3 separate regions of the Mus musculus genome follow, and regions 2 and 3 are each linked to region 1. The links are chromatin contacts, called in public Hi-C and HiChIP or PLAC-seq maps. All regions are on one chromosome and are shown on one strand. Each heading gives the region's core, a stretch centred on a gene start, on an enhancer-like site or on the middle of the called end of the contact. The rest is flanking DNA. Distances are from core to core; before and after follow the strand shown.

The links. A called contact is a pair of places that touch in the nucleus more often than the background predicts. HiChIP or PLAC-seq counts read pairs in DNA pulled down with a chosen protein or histone mark.
Region 2: a contact with region 1 is called in a Hi-C map of uterus, with 3 times the contacts expected there. The contact joins two enhancer-like sites. A contact is called at or near these places in 1 of 484 Hi-C or Micro-C datasets (uterus) and 3 of 115 datasets of contacts at active chromatin or transcription factors (kidney, pancreatic cancer cells and vascular smooth muscle cells).
Region 3: a contact with region 1 is called in an H3K27ac HiChIP or PLAC-seq map of acute myeloid leukemia, with 4 times the contacts expected there. The contact joins two enhancer-like sites. A contact is called at or near these places in 1 of 39 promoter capture datasets (liver), 5 of 484 Hi-C or Micro-C datasets (cardiomyocytes, cerebral cortex, embryonic fibroblasts and 1 more), 6 of 115 datasets of contacts at active chromatin or transcription factors (the NIH/3T3 cell line, acute myeloid leukemia, astrocytes and 3 more) and 1 of 9 other capture datasets (embryonic stem cells).

The regions. Positions count from the first base shown.
Region 1 is chr16:25,463,274-25,467,165 of GRCm38.p6, forward strand. No RefSeq gene overlaps it. Among named protein-coding and RNA genes, the nearest start is that of Tprg, 180 kb to the left of the region's middle. Within about 2 kb of position 2,583, at least 61 of the 459 cell types and tissues checked have an H3K27ac peak or open chromatin away from gene starts, as enhancers often do. A contact at or near this core is called in acute myeloid leukemia and uterus, where this site is marked.
Region 2 is chr16:25,863,377-25,867,264 of GRCm38.p6, forward strand. Trp63 (transformation related protein 63) reads left to right here. Exons shown (of 14, transcript NM_001127259.1): 6 at 299-414; 7 at 1,871-1,980; 8 at 2,699-2,835. Among named protein-coding and RNA genes, the nearest start is that of Gm24928, 160 kb to the left of the region's middle. Within about 2 kb of position 2,370, at least 38 of the 459 cell types and tissues checked have an H3K27ac peak or open chromatin away from gene starts, as enhancers often do. A contact at or near this core is called in uterus, where this site is marked.
Region 3 is chr16:25,957,265-25,961,287 of GRCm38.p6, forward strand. It overlaps P3h2 (prolyl 3-hydroxylase 2), which reads right to left. Exons shown (of 15, transcript NM_173379.3): 15 at 2,020-3,186. The coding sequence ends at 3,094. Among named protein-coding and RNA genes, the nearest start is that of P3h2, 150 kb to the right of the region's middle. Within about 2 kb of position 1,612, at least 67 of the 459 cell types and tissues checked have an H3K27ac peak or open chromatin away from gene starts, as enhancers often do. A contact at or near this core is called in acute myeloid leukemia, where this site is marked.

The sequences.
Region 1 (3,892 bases), core at 1,333-3,832:
ATCAAAAAAGAGTGAGTTATCGATTTTGTGTCTGAGTTTGCTATATAACTATCTGAAAGTTTTGAATAGCACATAGCTGACAAGATTGGACTTTTTCATTAACAATTTTGAATTTGGAGAGAGTATTAAAAAGATCACACGGGAGCTTACTTAAATGTCAGTTTCTTACAGTTCTTTCTGGATTCAGTACCACCGTATTATCCAGTTACATTTTACTCAATCACCCTTTCAAGGAGGTTTTTTTAGAGCCATCTATCCACCCTATTAACTGGCCATTGTAATTATTTTTCCATTTTATAGTTGATAGAATTTAGCCGCAGGCAGAGCAGAGAGGTCTTCCAGAGATGAAGGCAACAGCGGTACTACCAAATGCTCGCCTGCATCTTGGCATCTGCACTGTCCAGTTGTCTAAGGGCATTCACATCACCATAGCCAGAATGCCTGCTGCAGTCCTGAACTATGAATGCTTTATGGTGGATGCGCTGCTTAATGACAAGCCTTGAAATCAAATGTGCTAAGAGGAAATTTTTGATAGGATATTGGCTGGTCTCATTATTATCCATACGGTAACTCATCCACTCAAGTATTTGTGAAAATTTTCAGGAAAATCACTTTTAGGTTTTAGCCTATTTGGATAAGAGAAGGGCATTCATTCTGTGACTTTTTTTTTGATCCTTCAGTAAGAGAAAGAAAACAAGTAAGACATTATAATGGTACCCCTTGTTATTTACAGCAGGTGCTATGTCACATGTTCTGCAGGACTTAAAACACACACACACACACACACACAATGGGTATTTTAATTGTTTCTCTTTGATAGACGAGATTGAAGGCTTAAAAGGTCAGAAAACTTGTTCAAAGTAGATTGACCAATGGTAAAATTAAACTCAAACTCATGTCATTGGATACACAGCCTGCACTTTGAAACAGATCAGTGTGCCGCTTACAGAAACCCTGTAGATGCCACAGGCATGTGAGTATGGAGTCCTCTAGGAAAGGATGTCAGGCATCATGGTGACCACTAAGTGCTTCCATGTCCTAAACTAAGTGCTCTAGGTTTTGCCATGGGACCTGCTTTTGCCATGGTGACTCCAGTCTTTTGTGCCCCTTCGTTGCGCTGCTGTCAAATCTTCAGGCCCAGATCACATGGTCCTGATTTATCTCGTCTTCCTGAAACCTGTTGTCAGAATCCATTCCCCCCCCCCCCCCCCCCGTTACTCAGGCGTTATTTTATAGAGCCTCATGCCAGAGTCGACCACTTTAGTCTATGTTCTCTGAGCTTCTTAGGCGCCTCCAGAGTGAAAACAGTAAACAGTGTTCATTTGGTTATTTCCCACATGGGAAATGTTTGCCGGTTGCTGGCTGAAAAGAATGGCTTCATTTCTCAATCTGTCCAGAAACAAGCATATCTTGACCTGCCACTATAGGACGAGTTAGGTGTTTCTGAGAAAGAGTTTATTTTTCTTTTCTTAATTATTCATGGTCTTTCTTCATGGGAACTGGTTCTCCAGTCTGGCATGTGCTAACAAACAAACAAACAAACCCATTTCTGTCCTCGTCCCAGTTTTGTATGACAGAACAGCCCTTTTCTAATAGAGCCCTGGCAGAGCCTAAGCACATCTGCATGGTCTGCACTGTACGGCTGTTTTCTTCAACAATATCCCATTTGCAGCACATTAAGGATCCTGTGCTCTTTTCCATGGGGACTCAGATGCTTCCAGAGGGTGGACTACTTGCTCCTTTTACAGCTCAAATGCAGGCTCCTGTTATTTCTTTGAACATTGGTACTCAAGGGGGTAACCAAACTGTCTAAGACCGTGGAGTTCTAATTAGCCTGTTTAAAACTTCATTTCTCCGAATCATTTGCACCTAAATTAAAGTTACTAGGCTTTGCCCATGACTTTCGAATTGAATGCATCACACTTTCTCTTTACATCTAAGAGATCAGAAAGGAAACAAAAAATTGGAATTAAAAACATGGATGCTATAAAGGGAAGGATAATTCATAAGATCCACAGAGGTAAGAGAGCAAGAAGGCATACTTCCAGTATCCTCAACACCTTTAGAGCCACAGGATCAGGGCATTTCCATCTCAGCTGGAGTATTATGTTAAGTACAAGCTTCTCCAAACGCTTTGTCTATTCCATGGTCTCAGCTCTGGCTGCCTCCACAGCACCATGATGACAGCGTGGGGAGGTAGAAGGGTTCAGCAGCCTGAGGGGGATGGAAGGTATCAGAGAAGTGGGGGTTATTTCAGGTCTTGCTTCTCTAAGCCTTCAACGTCTGAGCCTCGCTTCGAGACGGACCTTCCTGTTGTGAAACACTGGAGCAGTTGTTGCGGTCTGAAGATAAACAACATTCCAGCAGTTCCCCCCACGGTCTCCTGGAGGCCGGGCTTTTCAACAGCTCCCTGGCCTTCAGGCATCCAGGAACCCAGCTTCAGTGTGGTACCTGTAATAGCATACACAGCCATAGCTTTGTGGTGCTGGTGCTCTTAAAATGGATTATGGTAATGAGTCTAGGATGAGTCCTGGGTGCCGCTGCCTGGTCATTAAGTGTAGGAAACACTAACATCCTTTGTGTAGCTTTGGAAGCCCAAACTGTTCTGACTGGAGAGTGGTGAAGAACAAGGGTTCCTTGGCCTGATGTGCAAGCTTCGCATTTTCATTAATGACTGGGCCTGAATTAGGGCTCCCTAGGGTTATATAAGGGCACGCTTGGAAACCAGATGCAAGCTGTTAACAAATTCAATCTGGCTTTATCATGAAAGGGTTGGACCGGAGGTTAGTATACCCAATAGACAAAGTGTCTCACATGCGTTTCCAGTAAGTTTGTGCTTCTTATATAGGTAGGTGTGGTTTTAAAGAGCATAAAACCACAACAAATCAAAGAATAGCTCAGACTTGCCTTTTGCTTATGGTTGAGGTTGGTTTGAGTAATGATTCATGGACTAAGAATGCCGGCTTTAGTCCCTGGCTGAGGCCTACCTGCAGTACCACCAGGATCGACCATTTCTTCAGAACACATTCTCTCACCCTATATCACTTTCTGAAGTTTTCCATTTCTATGCACACCCACCATTATAATTGCCTTCTAGATTAATGTATAAGTTCTATAAAGAACAATTAATAAACTCCATTTGAGTGATAGAATACTAAGGCTTGGGAGATATGAAATAATTTCCCCACGATCTAAGGGCTACCACCATTTTATAAATAAAACAGCTGAATTTTTGATGGCGTTAGGTGTTATAATACCTTTCAAACACACATACACAGACACACAGACACACATACACACACAATTACTTTATGATTGCACAGGGGTATTTCAGGCAGGCAGTCCTAATTAGTGATACTTGCTTTCTTGTATGTGTGTGCGTGTGAGGTACCCAGGACACATCCTGAACTCATTACCATAATCCAATTTAAGAGCACCACACATACACACACACACACACACACACACACACACACACACACACTCACACATACACACACACTCACACATACACACACACACACACATACACACACACACATACACACACACATACACACACACACACACACACGCACACACACACACAGAGAGAGAGAGAGAGAGAGAGAGAGAGAGAGAGAGACCTCCTGCTCATCTATCTTTAGCACTACAACACCATTACCATTATTAGATCTTGCTAACACTTTTATGCCATATCTACAGAGCTCCTTTTGTGATTCCCCAGAATCTGAAGGTGTAAGCTCTTTTCAGTGGAGTCCCCTGTTAGGAAAATTGCCTCTGTGCTCTTTGAACGTTACCCCTTGAGTTGTCATTATCTGCAAGGTTTAAGGGCAGATTTTGAGTTGGGTAGTAGCAATGTAAACCACCAGACAGCCATTTTCCTTTTTGA
Region 2 (3,888 bases), core at 1,120-3,619, 400 kb after region 1:
TATTTTTGGAGGTTTTCTTCATTTTTCACATGATATTGTTTCAATCAAAATAAACAGCGCTGCAGCGAATATGTTGGTATTCTTAGCTTTTCACTTTTATGAAATAGTTTTCATAGACTGGAACTTCATAGCCAAAGGGCAAAGACACCATTATGGTTCCTTTGCTCAAGGATGTAGGTTTCCTTATGACATTAGACAGCTTCTTAGGCCACCGCCATTCATTTCCATGCCATTTCATTCCATATTCTTGATTCCTAAGGTGTGTAAACTAACTAGTCAGTCCTTTTCTGACCCACAGGACAGATTGCCCCTCCCAGTCATCTGATTCGAGTAGAAGGGAACAGCCATGCCCAGTATGTAGAAGATCCTATCACGGGAAGGCAGAGCGTGCTGGTCCCTTATGAGCCACCACAGGTAAGCAGGCAAAGAGGGCAGAGGCAGACCTGCAGCTGGGCTAGCAGGGCAGAAGACATAGCACAAATTTGGTAACATGTGGGATCTAGCATTTATCACCGTATTCACCCTTGTCATCAAATACATACAAAGCATTCTTTTAATATCTCTTGTTCCCGTGTCACCGCTTTAAAGATCCTGAATGCGGGACTGGAGAGATGGCTCAGCAGTTAAGAGTTCTTGCTGCTTTCCCAAAGGCCATTGGTTCTGTTTCCAACCCCATCTCAATATACATGGTTCTGCCACATACACATAGTGCACATATATCAAGCAAAATGCCCATACACATAAAAAATGAATATATCTCTTTTTTAAATCTTGAATTTAAGAAAGCATTGAATTAGCTTGGTAATGGGGCTGTAACCATGCTGCCCTCCTCAACACAGAAAGTGATGCTTGCAAGCCCATTTTATATAAAGCATTGTTTGATCTAGATGACAGAGCATTGATAGTACATGTAAACAAATGCTATGGTTTTTGTTTTTTGTTTTGTTTTGTTTTGTTTTGTTTTTTAATAGTAGATGTGAATAGGAGAAGCTATAGCACATTGTTTAACTGAAGTTTGCCTGAACAGATGGTTCGGTTACACATGTGTGTGTGAAGCACAATAGACCTGTGGAACATATACAGTAGTCACAGGACCACAGGAGTAACAGAGCTAATCTGCTGGAGTCACCTAGATAACTATGGGCTCTTTGGCATGTGACTCACCCTCTCTGGGTTTCACAGGCCTTGTGTATAAATGAACGATATAGATGATTTAATTCTGAGGGCGTTCTAGCTCTAGGATATTCTTCATGAAGATAAACATTCAAACCTACACAATACTGTTTTATCTTCAAAAAGAAAATATCCCCCCAAAGAATTGCTGCTAATTTTGGCATATTAAAAAAAAAAAGCCTCCTTTTCCAGAGCTCTCTGTGTGGTGCTGAAGTGAGTAACTTGGGTGAGGTTGCAAATCACAGAGCCATGAGCCAGTGGAAGTCATATTGCCAGTGTTGGCCTTGTGCTAGAAACATTAGTTTAGCTGGGCAGTGGTCGAGCACACCTGCAATCCCAGCACTTGGGAGGCAGAGGCAGGACGATTTCTGAGTTCGAGGCCAGTTTGGTCTACAGAATGAGTTCCAGGACAGCTAGGGCTACACAGGGAAACCCTGTCTCGGGGAAACAAAAACAGAAAACAAAAACAAAACAAAACAAAACAAAAATCCCAACAACAACAAACAAAACAGAAAGAAACATTAGTTTGACGCCTTCTAAAAAGCAAGACTGTGAGAGCTCTCCAGGGGATTTTACAATATCCCTTCCTAGAAGGAAACATGCCATTTGAAGTGGAGTTCTGGAGGGCAGAGCAAAAGCCATGTTACATGTTACATCATGTATATAGACATGTATGTTTCTTTCTCTCCTGTCTCAGGTTGGCACTGAATTCACAACAGTCCTGTACAATTTCATGTGTAACAGCAGCTGCGTCGGAGGAATGAACAGACGTCCAATTTTAATCATCGTTACTCTGGAAACCAGAGAGTAAGTGGCAGTGAGCAGAACCGAAATCACAAACAGCCAAAGGCCAAGGACCAAGCAGAATTCTTTGTTTTTGTTTTTGTTTTGTTTTGTTTTTTGTTTTTTGATTTGTTTTTGTTTTTTCCACTGCCTTTGCCTTTAGAAAGAGAAGACCCAGATTCAGTGCTTTGAGCTGCAAATCCCTTGTAAACACTGAAAGATCTGAGAAAGTGGAGACAGGGAAGGGGTGTGGGGGTAGAGGAGGGGACAAAAAAGAGCCAAGAGAGGCGGGCCATTCACTTCAGGCCCAAATTCTTGATGTTTGACTGGAATTGTTTTGGAGAGACAGCGTTTGTTTTCATGTGGCCACAAGGCATTTAACAGTTTCCTTGAGCAGTCTGAGCTGCCTGAGAGGGATTTTATCCAAGGACATCCCCTGGCTTAACTCAGGTTTCCTTCAAAATATGTAGCTAAATACAGCTGTTCAGCTAATGGCTTGGAGATTCTTTGCAGAAGAAATGGAATGTTCTTTATTCACACTGTTTGTGGCATGCAAGCACTTTCCTGTTTTGCCTGGCACTTTTGGGTGCTTGTTCTGAGCAGTTATGCTAAAGATGGGGGGTGGAGGTGGAGGGGAGGCAGGGTATGCATAAGATGGTCCGCATAAGGAAAAATTAGTGGGAGAACTCAAGGGAACCTTGACACCTGTAACCTTAACCTGTGATTCTTCTCTAATTTCCAGTGGGCAAGTCCTGGGCCGACGGTGCTTTGAGGCCCGGATCTGTGCTTGCCCAGGAAGAGACCGGAAGGCAGATGAAGACAGCATCAGAAAGCAGCAAGTATCGGACAGCGCAAAGAACGGCGATGGTACGAAGCGCCGTAAGTAGATGTAGTGGCCAGATGGGGCAGGGTCGAGTCTTCTCCAGATGTAGGACTCTGCAGATAATATTAGGAAGGCTGCGTGAGGAAAACTGTGAGGTTCGTCAGTGAGCGTGATCAGAGGTCACAGAGCAAGTAAGAGTATCCCTAGCAGAAGTAGACCTGAAACAATTTGCTTAAGCTACATCCTTAGCCAGAGGTCTAGTATAAAACTCCTCAGAACCTGACTTCCACACCAACAGCATCAGAAAATTTGACACAGTCTCAGGCTCGCTCCAGACTTGTTGCATCAGAAACAAGTTTTGTTTTGTAAGCCCTCCACCTGGGTGGAATGCTATCTAAAGCTCCAGGCATCGATTTATCTTTCAGCTATTAAGCAGAAGGCTAAAATGGTCCCTGCTCTCCTAGGAACTCTAAGGAGCGGTACCATCTGAGAACACATGTCTTTAGGGATAGTCCAGGGATACACAGATGTGGTCTCATTAAGCCTTGCAGTCACATGTTGAACAGAATGAGGTCTCAGTTACCTTATCATCTGTTCTTAAAGTTGGATTCTAATTAAATGATTTGTAATGGGGCATTTCATGAAACGCAAAGTACAAAATCCTGGAAGCAGAGATGTTCCCTCTGGGAAAGGCTTGACTGATCCGTGGTGTATGCGTCACCTCAGTAGCTCACACAGGGTCCTGAAGGCCAACGGGCTACATCTAAAAACCCTGTTCTGTGTGTTTTGTGGGTCTTGTAGAGAAATATTATTCTAGAAAGAATTTTGCACCCATGTAAGCCTAATGACACTGCAATAAGTTTGTTTGGGTTTTTGAAAAAAAGAAATAAAAAAAGATTCCACTCCATACCCCAGCCTGACCTGGAGATCTGTATCAAGCTGGAGGTGTTGAAGTCACATCAACTTTCTCCCTTCAGTGGTCCCATGTTCTGGAATTTCAGGCATAAACTGCCATGCATAGGTTTCAACAAGTATTTTGAAGTATATACCTTCTTTTATAAGAAGGCCCTAATCTTATAATCTATTAGTATTCAGATGAATTAAAACTT
Region 3 (4,023 bases), core at 362-2,861, 490 kb after region 1:
TTGGGTCCGATGTATCTCATGGAACAGAAGGAGATGCATGCTGTCTCACAGCTATTAGGTGGAAAAGAAAAAGAGTTTGTGTGATTCTAGAAAAGCAAACCTTTCCTGTTAGCAAATTAGTTAGGCCTGGGCAGATGGTGTAGAGAGCAACAGTTCTCAGATGGTTTTGCTTTTCTCTGGTAAGATCTTGCTTCTTCCTCTGGCTCCATGCTCTTAAGTCAAGGAAGTGTCTACAGGCAGTCATTACAGTGTTCATGGCTCTCTTTGTCTTCCACTGTTAAATGGGCATTGTATCCCATGCTTAGAACATATGTGCATTCTCCAGGAAAGACCATATTTAGTGTTATATCTGTTCGATACAGTATTATGATGATGAAAACCAGCCTTTGAAATATAGAACTTTGAAAAAGGAAAGGACAAATGGTCCTTAAGTGATAAAAAAGTAAGACTTTGTTATTTACTCTGCTGTGAGCTTAGGGTCCATGTGTGTAAACAAGGGAAAAGGTGGCCCTGGTGGAAGGATCTAGACCTGCAGAGGCATGGATGAGAGAGGCAAGTTCCATCTTTGGCCAAAGAGGTAAACGTACAAATTCTCTAGGTAGAGGGAGCCCTGCATCTAGATTTCAGCCTCACAGGCAAGGCATTCTTGCATCCCCTATTCCAACAGCGGTGGCTTCAGTCCTACTCCTGTCTGCTCTAACTCAGTCATCACAGCATCATGTCGGAGCCTCAGTTTTTGCCCAAAGTGAAAGAGGCAACTGGATTGTAATCTCTTTGGCTTTCTTCAGCCCTTATAACTACAAATATTCGAATGGGATTTTCCACTTATTTGCAAACAGGACTATTTAACATATAGACTCTAATTTCTGAGTTTGGCTTTCCTAAGTCATTCGATGGCACTCCCTAAATATTTGAATGAAATTATGCATGGTTTGATGTGGAGCAGATTAAAAAAATGAATGCTTTAGTAGATCTTCGATGTTCCAGGTGTAAAGCAACATGGCCAACCAGCAGAACGGGAACAACCACTCCCTGCTGTCAGCGTGACACACGATGGGATCGCACACAACAGTGGCGGCATCTACTGAGGCGCTTACCCACTTTCTATGGGCTGGATGGCACATTCTGTGCTGAAGCTGCTGCCTCTCCCAGGGCACGAGCGCACCCAGGAAACAAGAACTGTGCAGAGCCAAGGTCTGATTTCTTTGTTGATGTCTTGTAACCAGAAAACAGAAATTAGATCCTTGCCCAGATCTGTCTATCATGGAGTTTTTGTGCCAGCAAGTGCTTTGCAGTGAAGAGCAAACAAATTAACTGCTTCACATATCACGAACTGTCAACCCTAAAGTCGGGGTAAAAGTTTCATAGCCCTGTAGTAGCCCTGTGGTGACGTCACTTGCCACTCTCAGATGTTAGCAGAAAAAAACTTGCTTGTATTTTTTAATATTTCTAATATTAGTCTTGCTATTGGTTTATGTTCAGTTTGAATCTTGAGGAAGGCATAGGGTTTTGGAAACAATTATAATGAATGACACCATTTTCAGAAGAGGAACTGGAGTCCAGAAAGAGGAAGCGAGTTAGTTGCTTTAGGTCACCCGGGAATTGAGAGCTTTGCCCAGTCTTCCACGGCAGAGATACATCCTGAATTCTGGTTTGGCAGTGGTAGGCCAACAGCACACAGCACTGAAGTTGAATTTCTCAGTTCCACCGAGCAAAGTCTTCTTAGCCCTAACCAGATCACAAGTGGCAGAAAGTGAACCTCCCCCTTTACTGGAGCACATTGCAACAGTGGGTGTGGTCTGAGAGCAGAGCCTTTGCAGTGAACCCCGAAGTCTTTGAGTTCTCTGAATTAACACTCCAGCTCGCTAGCCAGTCTTGTTCCCTCCAAAGCAAGTTACCCACTTTCTTGCAGACCACTGTCTGCTGGCAGAGTTGTCATGGTCCATGTGTTCCTGGGTTGTCCCAGATAGTTACAAAAACATCATTGGAAGATAAAATAGGTGTGCATCGGAAGACAAGTTCTGTAACAAGGATCCCTTTATTAAACACTTCAGACACAGCATGCCTGTGTGAGCTGACAGCAGCAGGAAGAGGAGGCTGCCCAACAGAAGCCATTGAGGTGCAGCCTGTGAGAAACAGCTCTGAATTTATACCAGCAGGAGCCCCTCTCCAGCAGCAATAGTGCCTAGGGCAGGGCAATTTAAGGTATTCATTCTTCCATCACCACTGGGGGTGAACCTACACTGCTGGAACCCCTGTTTAGGTGTCCCCTCTTACAGAGCACTGTGGAGGGGAATCAGAACTTCATTTGAAAACACCAGTCCTAACATTCTACCCAAGGGGACCCCGTGCCATAGTCCTTAATCCAGTGGTGGCTTCCTCAAGCCTGAAAGATGCTGTTCTCTGTGATTCTTGGGACTTGGCAGACTGTGTCCTGGGAGCTCCTGTAGACACAAGGCAAACTTGCTGTGAAGAGTCTGAACTCTCAGCCAATGGAACCATGAAAGGTGATGGGGGAAAGGCAGCAAACCATAGAAGCCTGAGACCAATTCACATCCTATCTTTAGACCTCGGGGCACACTCTAGCTGTGGGGTGCTGAGTGCAGGCTGATCATGTTGATATTCTGAATATGCTGCAAAGTAACTGTGTGTGTGTGTGTGTGTGTGTGTGTGTGTGTGTGTGTGTGTGTGTGTGTGCCATGTAGTGTTTGTGTATCTGGGTGGTATGTGTTTCTGTATGTTTATGTTTGTCTTATGTATGTGTGGCGTATTTGGGAGTTTGTGCCATGTGTACATGGCCTGTGTGCACTTCTGTAGTGTAAATTCTGTTGCATGTTTACTGGTGTGACATGAAGAGTGTGGGTGTTGTGACTCAGTGCGGTGTGTGCTTGAGGGTGTGAATGGGCTCTGAATGATGAACTGAAGCAAAACAATGAAGACCAGAAGAAAGCAAATGAAGCGAAGTTGGGAACAGGGGGAGAAATCTAACGACTCTTAGTATCCTGTTAATTTATACTACGGCTCTGTACAAAAATAAAAAGGTTCTCATAAGATCATCTATTTAAATAAATATTCAATAGAGCACTCTCTTTTCTATAGCTCATCTTTGGGGTTAATATTCAGTCCATGCTTCCCGCGCTGTTCTTGATCCAAGATGGCAATCACTTCATCTGCCTGTATCCGCTCCTGCAAAAAGACAATTGACACATTTCTGGTACAAGTGTAATAACCAGCCCGGGCAGCAGATGCTTCCCCAACATTTCCAGCCAGCCATCTGTGCACAGATTGGTGCAACACCCAGACAGGGATAAGCCTACTTCAGCCAAACCGGTACGCTCTTCACACATCCCCACATTCTATGCAATTACTTTCCGAGATGGCTCTTACAGAAGATGTTTCATCTATTCATTGGCTTCCTACCCTTTCTGTCTCCCAGGCATCATCATCTCTTACTTAGCTCAGTGTCTCTCAGAAAAGAATACTCACCTTTTGCCAGAAAAGCCTGGTCCTGATCTCCCACACTTGATAAGGTTTTTGGCCCTGTCTTTCTGTGTCCTGTGTCTGTCCCTGTCTTTTTAATGGAGAATGAAGGACAGAGTTTCTCAGACATGGTACTACTGACATTTGAGGGAACAAAGACAGAGACAGAGAGAGAGAGAAAGAGAGAGACAGAGACAGAGACAGAGAAACTTTCCTGTATACTGCTAATGTTAACATCCCTGGTCTAGAAGATGTCTCCACATTGTGGGAACTAAAACTGTGTCTGGACATTGTGAAAGGTCCTCTAAATAGCTAAGCGCTACATCTTAAGAGTAACTCATTCAGATTCTTCTCACTGGGTATTCTAGAAGGTTCCAAACAAATTTCCCTCCTTGTTCAGGCTCCTGGTAGACAATCTCCCTTAAGTCTAACTGCAACACTGTTCCACATGGCACTCACCATTCTTCTGTTGGTTCCTGGTTCTGTTTACTTGGTGAGCTTTCAGATTTTTAATATTGTTTTTTCTTCCTCAGTTATATTGTG